Regions from separate parts of the Mus musculus genome. Here region 1 is linked to region 2. The links are chromatin contacts, called in public HiChIP or PLAC-seq maps. All regions are on one chromosome and are shown on one strand. Each heading gives the region's core, a stretch centred on a gene start, on an enhancer-like site or on the middle of the called end of the contact. The rest is flanking DNA. Distances are from core to core; before and after follow the strand shown. Region 1 overlaps Zfp704 (zinc finger protein 704). Region 2 holds the start of Hey1 (hairy/enhancer-of-split related with YRPW motif 1).

Region 1 (5,914 bases), core at 2,122-4,621, 830 kb before region 2:
CCTGTGCTCAGGAAAAGCAAGCACGCTGTGCGCAGCTGCAGTAGGCTAGAGAGCCCTCCAGAAACATGATGTCATCCTAATCTGTGCCGCCAAGGGATGAGCTCATCCAGGCGGGGCCTCTCGGGGCTGCAGCTGTGCCAGCTCCTGACTTGTGATGCTCCTCTTACAGGCTTGCTCACCCTCCCTCCCCTACCCTCCCCTACACCACCCCTGCCTGCTGTGCCAAAGAGACACTGAAGGATGAATTATTTAAGACCCAAGGTGAACTCCTGCCAAAGATAACCAGGCTTCAGAAAGCACTCAAAAAGGAAAATAGAACTGCATGGGCTTTTTTTTTTAATTAGATATTTTCTTTATTTACATTTCAAATGTTATCCCCTTTCCTAGTTTCCCCTCTGAAAATCCCGTTCCCCCCTCCCCCTTCTCCCCAACCCACCCACTCGGTTCCTGGTCCTGGCATTCCCCTATATTGGGGTATAGAGCCTTCGCAGGACAAAGGGCCACTCACTCCTCTCATTGATGGTCTTATAAAGGAAAGAACTAAGCAGTTTGTAGAACTGTCGTCAGTGAGAGGACAATGGTGTTGGTTCTCTCTGCCTCTGCTTGCTCTAGGAGCAGTCTGTCCCTCTTCTACTTAAATAATGGCTGAATCTGTGACCGAGTTCAGTGCTGGAACTGAGCCCGCACAGACCTGACCCTGAGCCCCATGGCTGTGGCAGTGACAGCCAAGCAGCTTCCTACACTTTTCCCATTGTACACTGCGGTGACCTTGATTTATGCGCCAGTCGTCCTACATGTCAGCAGTGTAGGTCACCATGGGAGCAGGTACTCTATGTGACCATGGAAACTGTCACCTCTGCAGACCTTAGTTTCTCTATCTATAAAGTAGGGTAATGCAGCCAAGCCTAGATCTGGAGGTGACTGAGCAGGAAGTGAAGACTGGGTGGCTGTCACTGAGCATGGTGCCCGGCCCACACCCTGTCCTGAAGCAACCAGTGCTCATTAATCCAATACCCATATTCTCAACTGCTGGGGGCGGGTGGGGGAGGGCATTAAAAGGAGTGTGTAAAGCTGTCATATTGTATATTTCTGAGAAAATTATTTACACATAATGTTGAATGTTTAGGATGGCGTCATATCATTCTGTGGCACACAGGGTCATTCAGAAGCCAGCCTTTCTGATAGAGCTTTCTGGTTCCTCTCCTGACAGTGTCTCCTGTAACAACAGTTCCCCCTCCCCATAAAAAAGTCTGTTTTGTTTTAGATTTCGTGGAAATGTTGAGTAGCCGCAGAGGGAACTCCCACACCTACCGTCCCTCTGCAGCAGCAGCAGCAGCTTCTGGCAGATTTTCATCTGCTTCCCTTTTTTAAGTGCAGTATTTTAAGAGCAGATTCCAGACATTATATCATTGTTCTCATAATACTTGAGTGTGTTCTACCAAAGGAAAAGCAGGCTTAGCCACGGCTGTGATGATCCCCCCTGCACTGGAATAGGTGCCTAGTTTTTGGTTTTTTTGTTTTGTTTTGCTTTCATTTTTATTTCTGTACTTTTCCAAGACAGGGTTTCTCTGTTTAGCCCTGGCTGTCCCAGAGCTCCCTTGTATACCAGGCTGGCCTCAAACTTACAGAAATCCTCCTGTCTTTGCCTCTGCCCTCTGCCCTCCGCACCCCCGAGTGCCGAGATTGAAGGTGTGGACTACCATTGCCTGCTCAGTATTTTCTGTTCTGATGATTCTCTAGCACCGAAATGAATCTACACTGTCACCTTTTATGATAAGCCATTGAAATGGGTTCCTACTATCATCCAATAACTCCACAGATACTAAAATGGGGTCAAATTATTATCTACTGTTTTCTTCCATCTTCAAACATTTCCAGTTGCTCGAACTGTCTTTTAATGACTTTTTTCAAAATAATCACAGAAAATATTCCTCGGTGCTTAAACTTTTATCATTTGAATTTTTGTTTTTTTCAGAGCTGATTGTCAAACTGATTAAAATATGCTTTTATTTATATAAAATTGCTAATTTGCTTTTGTCATTGCTTATTTGAATGATTGTTTTAAAGCAAAAAGCTTGAATAAGCAATAATGATGTTCATTTTTAACCAGTAGTTTTATATCTATACTTTAGACGGCTGGTATTTAATGTTCTTTTTGTACGAACATAAGTTTAAAATCTTATTTAAATCAACAGATTTTATATAAACAAGATGATAATTCATTGACTTGTTTCTTGGTATATTTGTTAACTTATTTTTATCTTACACTTACAGATTGAAAAATCACAATTTTGGAACTTTTTCTAGAAAAAATGATTACTATGTCATTGCCAAGAGTTATCTTTGTTTAAGTGTAAACACTTAATTTAATTTTTAGAAATATATTTCTTTATTCTTAAAGGGATACTTCTGTAAGGCTCCAGATGTAGCCACAACTGCTATGATCAGAATTAACAGCAAGCTCCCAGAAAGACAGGTGTTAGTGCTATGAAACTGTATTCACACCCTCTGCAAATGACACTGCCTCTTTAATTGTTGAATGTTTAGGATGGCGTCATAGCATTGTGTGGCACACAGGGTCATTCAGAAGGCAGCCTTTCTGATAGAGCTTTCTGGTTCCTCTCCTGACAGTGTCTCCTGTAACGACAGCCCCCTCCCCATGCACCTGCCCCTTCTGCCCCTTGGCGCCTTGTTCTTGTCTTCCAGCTGTTCTGTACACTTAAAGTGCTGTTGCTAAATTTGTAAATAAAATTGCAGAAGGCATCCAGGCATGGCGCCACATATCTCTAATCTCGGGGCTTGGGAGGTAGAGGGAGGGGCATCAGGAGCTCAGCACACCTGTGCATATGTGTGCACATACACACACACACACACACACACACACACACACACACACATGACAGGGTTATGTATGAATTTCCCATAAACAGTGACTCTGACTTGGCTCAATGGTTATCTTTAAAGCCCTTGGCTTTCTTCCCACCATTCCTGTAAAAACGGTATATGAACTGCATGGACTATCACGTAAGCTCTGCGTCCATCAACCCCAGGTCTTTCCATTTCAGGTAAGTTACGTGATGTCCTGAGGTTATACCGTTAGTTATGTGAGACCAGACCACAGATGGCGAGCAGATGCAGGTTGGAGTGGACCCTCTTCTTTCTCATTGCTTAGTAACTTGCCAGCCACAACTCCCAACTCGTCTCCTAAGAACCCATTGACAAACCCTGTTAAACAACAACTAAGTAGCTGAGATCCGCGGTAGCAACGCAGAAAATACTCTTTAGAAAGATAGGTGGGAACAGGAATCCCCCGACCCTGCGTGACAAGCCCCAACCCTGCTGTTCACCAGAAGAAAACACTTTTGTCCTAGCTCCTTTTGGTTAATTGACCTGTGTCACATTTGAAAAGCATAGCCTGCCATTATCAGCCTAGTGACTAATAGTTATTTGCGCAGTACTCCATGGTTATTGTTACTTTGATTTTCCTGGAAGCTTTTCAGGAAGCTTGTCAGCCCACGTCGAGGCCCTGGCAGGAAGCACAGGAAGTAGACGTGGATAATCATGCCATCACTGACTAATGACTCCCACTGGGGATTTTACACCTCAGTCAATTATTACCTAATTACAACCAGCAAAAATACATACTGTGTTCATGCCATGCAAGAAGGTACTGAGTTACTGCAGGACAAAGATGTAAACAGTGTGTCTCTACCCACCAGTAACTTACAGTTGGCGAAGCAAACTAGTCATGTGCAAGGGAAGCCCTGGAAGCTCCAGCACAAAACTGCACGAGCTTCCACTGGTTAGCCGTGTGCACAGTAGTGCTCGGACTCAACGCCCCAAACTTAGTGAATTAAAACAAGACTTGTGTGTCCCCTTCATTCTCATGCAGGCTAGCTATAGGTCAGCTGATCTAGGCTGGACCTGGCAGGTCTATAGGAGGCTGGGTTCAGGTTTCTGTCATATGAGTGGCATGTGCCTGGGATCAAGTGAGTGTGTGTTCTCTCATAATGGTACAGAAATGCAGGACAGACAAACACAACTGCTGTGTTCCCCACGGCCTGAACTGAACACAGAACAGCTGCTGCCTGGTGGCAGATACCTAGGTTCAGTGATTAGATCAATTTAAACTGTCAAGGGCAATGGCTGCATGGTAAGAATGATCCTCAGACGCTGAAATTCCAACTGATGATGGTCATGGACACAGAGCGAGACGCTAGTGATATCACCAGACCTCCAAGTGTTGGGAGGTGTAATATAGACATTCATCCTTTCTGATGGGACAATCTGGTAGCTTGTGGGGAACATGGGATTTGAGATAACCTTGAATGACCAAAATAAAACAAGCTGAGGTTTTGTTTCCATTAGAGCAAATGGTACTTTCATGAGGTAATGGAAGGTCCCCTTAGGGTTTGAGTGACTGAGGGCCTCAAACTAGGGATCTTTGGAAGATGAAAGCAAAGGCCAGGAAGGACCATGCTAGCAGTTTGAGAGTTTGTCCAATGCTTTGACACTATCATAGAAAATGTACATACACACAAAACCCCACTGGCAAATGAGAGGAAACAGTTTGTGAACACCTTTGTATGCTACACTCAGGGTTAGACTTCATTTCTTTGGTAATATAGAGTCATCGAAGACTTCTGGCTTAGAAATGATGAAAATGGAGTCTTAGCACTGTCTCAGAAGAGACAGCTTGAAGGGTTAAGAGGTAAAACATTAGGAAGCAAAAAGGTGTCTAGGCAACCATTAGCTATTGCAGTAGGAAGGCCTCACTGAAAAAAGGACCACAGGAAGCAGGGAAAATGTAAAAGACAGTTCAGGTTAGCAAAGAGGAAAGAGGAGAGCACAGGGAAACTGAGTACGTTGTCAGGCGATGATGGCCAAAGAAGTGGGCATCCCTGTTTTCAGTTATAGTTGATAAAGTTGAGTTATAGCACAAGTGGGAAGCCTAAACCTTACTCCAGCCTTGTGCAGTGTGAACATTCTGTTCCCTTCACCCTGCTCAGGAGAACTCTCACAAGTGGGACCCTGTTCACTGTGCCCTTGGTGCCTAGGAGAAATCTTTCACACTAGACATAAATGTGTAGAGAAATCTTGTGAGACTTGCACGTGTGTGTGTGTGTGTATTCCTCCTGTGTCATAAAGCAGCCTTGCAGAGCTGAGCGAGTTCTCGCAACAACTGCAGAATGGTACATAGATGTCATTGAACTCTAAACAGTTCCGGCACAGGCTTCCCTGCTAAGAACCTTCTCCATTAGCTAATGTGTCAGAAAGGCTTTAAATACCGGCACGATTTTAGGAGTCCAGAGTGTCCTTGCAGTTCAGAAACGGAGTACTTTGTGTGATAACGTTTAAGCAGTATATTCATTGGCCTTTCTTAGTTTTCACTAAGGCAGATGAACCAAATGAGCAGATGCTGCTGATGGAGAGCTAGTAACTGATCTTGCCAGTTGTCACTTAGGGACAGTTCTGCCGTCACACATCTTCCATGTGGAAGCTAAAATTAAGCCACTCTGGTACATTAAGGCTGATAAACACAGCGTGAACAGATTCCTGAGTTGTTATTTCAGACTCTGGGAATATTCTGTATCCCAAGGATAGAAAATAGAGACCAGTGCCCCAAATCTGGCTGTTTGGTTTGAAATTGCTAGACTATGAATAAATGAGCAAATATCTCCAATCACTTTGGAAGATGTCTCTGGGGCATATGTTTGACATGTATGCAAACACTCTGCCCATTGGTCGTATCTGAACCTGAGACCATAGGTTCCTGGGCACTCTGCTGTAAGTTTTAGGAAAGAAGGGGGTCTTCCTGGATGTTGCCTGCACTATGTGCAGCTCAAGGAAGATGTCTTTTTGAGTGACTAAGGTTCCTTTCCTAGGCATCCATTTCTTTGCATGGTTCCTGCTG
Region 2 (6,065 bases), core at 1,673-4,172:
AAAGCCGTTTTGCTTCACAGTGAATCCAAGCTGACTGGAGCAGCCCTTTCCTCTTTCTGAGCTGCAGATGACGCCTCTGCCTTCTGATGTCAACTCCAGCAGCAGTCGGTGAGATCTCCTGCGCTGATATCACTGTGCAGAGCAAGGGTCTCTTGCAGAGCCCCGAGTAGGGACTTCAGCCTACAAAGGCCTTTCCCTTAAAGGCCAGGCCTGGGGCACCCCTATTCACTTTACAAGAAGCCCCAAGTCTCCTAGAAAAAAAATTGCCTTTAGCTGGCAGCCCGTGGGAAAAGAGCCTGATGCCGTCAGCCTCTCAGACCCCACTACCCAAGGGAAGCCGTCACCACCCCTTCCTTCCTGGCCTCCGATTACATCTCCATCTAACACTCAGGGTCAGCTCTGAAAACGTCCCCAGACCTCATAAAAGTGTTCCCATTCTCTCCCTTCTCCTTATCAGAAGGTGCCACTAGGCTTCGGGACACCTATGGCTACCCCATTTGTGTATCAGCTTATTGTGTATTGTCTCCCGCGGACTTCTATAGCTACCCCACTTATGTATCAGCTTATTGTGTGTTGTCTCCCGAGGCTGTGAGTTCAGAGACAGTGTGGAGCTTATCACCTCTTGTCACCTTTATCTCTCAGGTGCCGGCATTGTGCCAGGCATGCAGAAGACACTTTGGAAGTACTGGGTAGACGGTCAGAAAGAGATGGACAGACAGATAAGCATTGGTATTCTTTTTTTAGTGCTAAACAAGTGTTGGGTCCCAGAGTTCTAGCATTTGTTTTGTACAAGGTCTTGCTATACATACAATTCAGGAGAACCTATGTGCATAGACTGGACTGGAACTCATGAAATTTTGCCTCTACTTTGCAAGTTCTATGATTAGAGGCACACAGTACCACATGCCCACCAGGATAGCCTCATTTTCCACAGTAAATTTGAGGAATATTGGTATCTAAAACCAAGCACCCTCAATGTAAACCGTTTCTTTTTACCAGCCAATCTGCTGCTAGTTTCTTTCTCTGCACAACGGCCAACATTGGCTAAAGCAAACAAGACCTTACTGTAGGTGCCACTGACCCAGAAAACTTAAAAGCTATGCAGTAGAGGTCATGCTGGTTCAGGTGCAGGGTGCTCCGTCACTTTAGGGGGAAACATGGGATGGCGTCAAGGGAGGCAGGTGATATGAGGCTCTGAAGATGGAGAAGATGGATGAAGAGAGGGGTCTGGAGGTGAGCTTCCAGCTTGTGACAGGAGCGAAGCGAGCTGTGAACATGGAGAGGGAAGCAGGCAGTGAGCCTTGGCTTGACCACTCCTAAGCTGTGTGGTGGGATATGTGCACTAGGAAAAAACAAAGCCAAGATGGAGGGACCTCACCTTTTCAGAGGAGCTGTGAGGGCTGAGGCTCTGAACAGTAGGGTGAAGTGCAATGAGAACTTTAAAAGGACCCAGGATGTGGTCTAAAGTGTGTGGATGGAGAACTGGACCTGGGAACTCGGTTTAGTCTGCATTTATGGAACCCATCATGTCTAGAAACAGAATTGCTTGCAAAGGTGTTGAGTTTCTTTTATTCTTCTCAACGGTTATGAAGTTTTGCTTCATAGACGGGATTGCAGGCTCCAAGAGTGGGGCAGGATAAAGACTGGGCTTTCTCCAGGTTGTCTACTTCTGTGAACGCTGAACTAGGGAAACAATCCATAAGATTTAAACTATTTTTTTAAAGTCGCCCTTCTTGGTGGGGGAGAGGGGAGAGCGGTGTGCAGAACTTCATATAGCACCCCAAACGCCCCTCCCAACTGAGACCAACGGGTGTGTGTGTGTGTCCGCGCGCGCGCGATGCGGGCCAGAAACGTGCATCCTCGCACAGATGATCGCACAGCCTCAGAAGCAAACACCCAGGCCGCCACCCTGTCGCCTGCTAAGAGGATCTGGCCGCCAACACTAGGGGGAAGGGAGGACAAAAACAAAACAAAACAACAGCAAAAATCCCAACATAATGAATGTCTCGGGGGATAGCTACTCCTCCCTCAAGCTAACCCAGAAAACAAGCGCTCTACTTCCCCGGAAATGACATGCATAGGGGCATGCATTTCGTCCCAAAGCTGAGAAGCCTTGCAGGATTAGCTTTAGAGGCTCCTAGAACCCAAAAAGCAGCATCCCTTGAGTCTCTCAGGCTCTGCTCCCAGAGCTGGTGGCCACCATCCAAAGGAGCGGCGCCCCAGGCGACTGTTCCTGTAGGACCCGCCAACTACGCCCGCCTCCAGCCGCGGGGCACCGGCAGCAGTGCAGAGAACGGGACGCGGGCGGTGGCTTCCGGGGCCCGCCGGCGCCCGGACTCCGATTACAGGTTCACACCAGGAGCCCGGCAGGCGCGCCCTCGTGCAGCCCGGCTCCCCCGCCTGGCTATTCTTCTCCATTCATGCAGCCGCCCAGAGCAGCCGCCCAGAGCAGCCGCCGCCGCCGCCGCCACCGTCGCCGCCGCCGTCGCCGTCCGTCCGGATTGGCTGGCGGCCGGGGCGCCGGCACTTTCCCACGGCCCGCGGCGCGTGCGGCTCACCGGCGGCGCTGCAGGCGCGGCCCTGGCACACGGCCAGGCCAATCCGGGCGCGCGGGGTGGGGCTGGGCGGGGCGGTGGCTATCGCCGGGCTGGTGTCCCGGGCCGGCCCCCCATTTCTGCCCGCCGCCGGCCCACCGCCGCCCGCGGCCCCCAGCCGAACTCCTGCGGAGCCGACGCACTGCCGCCGGGCAGGGGCGGGCTCCGGGGGCGGGGAGCAGCCAGCCTCGGCCTCCGCTCGTCCCGCCCCCATGCGGCTGCCAATCTGCGCAGCGAGGCGCCAATTGGCCGGGGCACGCGGTTACCCGGGAGCCGTGGCCCCGCCCCTGCCCCAACCTCTCCGCCTTCCCCGCCCTCCCCCTATCCATGGGAAGGGGCGCAGCGTGGGAAAGGGATGGTTGAGTTTTAACCGGAGACTGAGCGTGAGTGGGATCAGTGTGCACGCACCTCCCGCAGCCGAGCGCTGAGCGGCCACTGCAGTTAACTCCTCCTTGCCCGCCGCGCGACCCTCCTCGGAGCCCACGCTCCGCCACCATGAAGAGAGCTCACCCAGACTACAGCTCCTCAGATAGTGAGCTGGACGAGACCATCGAGGTGGAAAAGGAGAGCGCGGACGAGAATGGGTGAGTTGGCGGCGTCCGACCGATCCGGAGCGGGAGGAGAGGATGGGGTGCGCTGATGCTGGGTTCCCTTTGCCGGGAGTCGTGGGCCGGCAGCTGCTGGCTGGGAGCAATCGTCCCCGAGCCCTCCAGCTCAAGTTGCCAAAGAAATCTGGTGTAGGAGGGCTCTCCTTTCCTTTCTCAAGGCAATTGCTTCCCATCTTACAGAAACTTGAGTTCGGCGCTGTGTTCCATGTCCCCAACGACATCGTCCCAGGTTTTGGCCAGGAAAAGACGGAGAGGCGTGAGTACCCCCCCCCCCAATAATTTAAATATATATGCACATTGTTATATTAATTAATTAACTAACGGAAAGAACCACATTTCTTCTCGTTGGAATGTACAGTCATAACGTAAATGCCCTCCTTTGTTTTTGTCTGCTTCCCATAGATCATCGAGAAGCGCCGACGAGACCGAATCAATAACAGTTTGTCTGAGCTGAGAAGGCTGGTACCCAGTGCCTTTGAGAAGCAGGTAATGGAAGTATGAGAGCGCTGAGTGTAGCCATCGGCACCTTCTGATTCCCTCCCCTCCGTGCTTCTAACCTCATTTGTGCCAAGTCGTTGGATGTTCTTACACAAATTCCCACAGATTTTGTGGATATACGTGACTTTTGCTTTTTTTTTTACGTTTGTATTTTACATGTATGTATATTTGTGTGCATATTTTAAGTTCTCCAAAGGCACTTGTGTCAGATAAGCCTTTTGTCTTCTTTTTAGGGATCTGCTAAGCTAGAAAAAGCTGAGATCTTGCAGATGACTGTGGATCACCTGAAAATGCTGCACACTGCAGGAGGGAAAGGTATTCCTCTCCAGTTCAGCTGGGGCTTTGCGTGCTCGGCGTGGGGGGTGGGGGTGGTAGCAAGCGCAGTCTGGGATTGGTGCAGTCCCTGCCTGCTTTGCTTTGTGGGGTGGGGAGAGCAGTATGTGCTTGCCAGCCAAGTGCACCTTCAACAGCACATGGGTTCTTGAGCAGTGAATACATCACCCCAATCCTCTTTCAACTGAGCTAATGCACCTTTCAGCAAGCGCCTGTCTCCCGGAGCTCCTCCGGTTGTGACAGCCCTGATTTAGGTCAAGTCACTCATGTTTGTCTGTTGCTATTTAAGAAAGGATTGGGAAATGGCTTATTAAAAAGAACAACTAGATAGTCGGAATTTTATATACAGATTTAGAAAACGAACTGCCAAAAGAATTTGGAGGAAAGAGACATGTTGGGGCTAAATAGAGAGGAAAAAAAAATCTAACGGGGTGAGAGACTGAAGCCCGTGTCTGTCTCCAGCCACCAGATTCTTCACCAAGGACCAAGTGCCTAAAAGCTCCACGATGATAACTTACATCTGTGTGTCTAATGAATTTCACTGCTCTGTGGTTTCTCTGTCCTTGATGTATTTTTTGTTGTTGTTGAGGGAAAACATTAAAGGAGGGAACATAGTTTCATCTGCTGGTAGGGTATAATTCCAATTTCTGCTCAGCAGCTTCTAATTGGGCTTTGAACTTGCATTAGCAAACATATACTGTTGATTAATGCAAAGATTTTGGTCAGCTTCAAAATATTTGAGCTTCCAGGACCCATGATCTGTGCTGTAATCCTGTATGGAGTTGCCAGGAAGAACTTTGGAGTGGAAGAAATTCAGGAAATGAGCAGAGCCTTGAAGGTTTTCCTTTGTTTTTGTGCACAGGTTATTTTGACGCGCACGCCCTGGCTATGGACTATCGGAGTTTGGGGTTTCGGGAATGCCTGGCCGAAGTTGCCCGTTATCTGAGCATCATTGAAGGACTCGATGCCTCCGACCCGCTTCGCGTTCGCCTGGTCTCCCATCTCAACAACTACGCATCCCAGCGGGAAGCCGCGAGCGGCGCTCACGGTGGCCTCGGACACATTCCCTGGGGAAGTGCCTTCGGACATCACCCACACATCGCACACCCTCTGCTGCTGCCCCAGAATGGCCACGGGAACGCTGGCACCGCGGCGTCACCCACGGAGCCGCATCACCAGGGCAGGCTGGCTTCTGCCCATCCGGAGGCGCCGGCCTTGCGAGCGCCCCCTAGTGGCGGCTTGGGACCGGTGCTTCCCGTGGTGACCTCGGCCTCCAAACTGTCTCCACCGCTGCTCTCCTCTGTGGCCTCGCTCTCAGCCTTCCCCTTTTCCTTCAGCTCCTTCCACCTACTGAGCCCTTCGACACCCACGCAGGCAGCAAACCTTGGCAAGCCCTATAGACCTTGGGGGACAGAGATCGGAGCTTTCTAAAGAACTGATGCTGTAGAACAAGGGAGGGGAAAGCTTAAAATCCCAGGTGTGTTGGGACGGTTGTCAACACCACCCTAAAGTCGCCAGTAAGTCAGGAAAAAGGTACATTTTCAGATAATTTTTTTCTAAAGACTAAAAGTTTGTTGGTTTACTTTTCTCTTTAATTTTTTATCATGTCATGCATTAGCAGTTTTAAAAAATTAGTTGTTAATTTTTGTTTAAAAGATTCAATTGAGGTAGTGATTACGAACCAACACTTTGATCCGTTGTTTGTTCTGTGCCTCATTTATTTTGTAAACCTGTCTGTCTGAGAATGATTCCGTTTGCCTCAGCGTGGGGAATCTTAACATTAGTGTTTGGGGTCTGTTTCCTGGTGTGTATAAGTTGTAATCTTTTGAGGATTAATTTCGCACGCCACTATGCTCAATGTTAACACGATTTTGTTACTACTTTGATGGACCGAGGTGTTGTATAAGTGGTATTCTTTGGGGAGGGAGGGTCAGCAAAGCATTATATTTGCAAACAAAGCGTTGACAAATCAGATGCGCAGCTTTACTGGAGAGCACTGGCTCTCTCTCTGCCTCTCAGAGCAGTGAGGTGA

Evidence for each region. HiChIP or PLAC-seq counts read pairs in DNA pulled down with a chosen protein or histone mark.
Region 1: a FOXA1 HiChIP or PLAC-seq map of pancreatic cancer cells shows a contact between it and region 2. The contact joins the enhancer-like site here to the promoter of Hey1 in region 2. A contact is called at or near these places in 1 of 39 promoter capture datasets (pre-B cells) and 5 of 115 datasets of contacts at active chromatin or transcription factors (astrocytes, bone marrow-derived macrophages, embryonic forebrain and 2 more).

What each region holds. Positions count from the first base shown.
Region 1 is chr3:9,495,083-9,500,996 of GRCm38.p6, reverse strand. All of the region lies in intron 2 of Zfp704 (zinc finger protein 704), which reads left to right. Among named protein-coding and RNA genes, the nearest start is that of C030034L19Rik, 95 kb to the right of the region's middle. Within about 2 kb of position 3,371, at least 17 of the 459 cell types and tissues checked have an H3K27ac peak or open chromatin away from gene starts, as enhancers often do. A contact at or near this core is called in pancreatic cancer cells, where this site is marked.
Region 2 is chr3:8,663,895-8,669,959 of GRCm38.p6, reverse strand. Hey1 (hairy/enhancer-of-split related with YRPW motif 1) reads left to right here and starts at 2,922. Exons shown (of 5, transcript NM_010423.2): 1 at 2,922-3,178; 2 at 3,383-3,458; 3 at 3,605-3,688; 4 at 3,934-4,015; 5 at 4,896-6,065. The coding sequence starts at 3,090. The coding sequence ends at 5,464. LOC115489673 reads left to right here and starts at 272. Exons shown (of 2, transcript XM_030252957.1): 1 at 272-2,736; 2 at 2,882-3,036. The coding sequence starts at 2,074. The coding sequence ends at 3,022.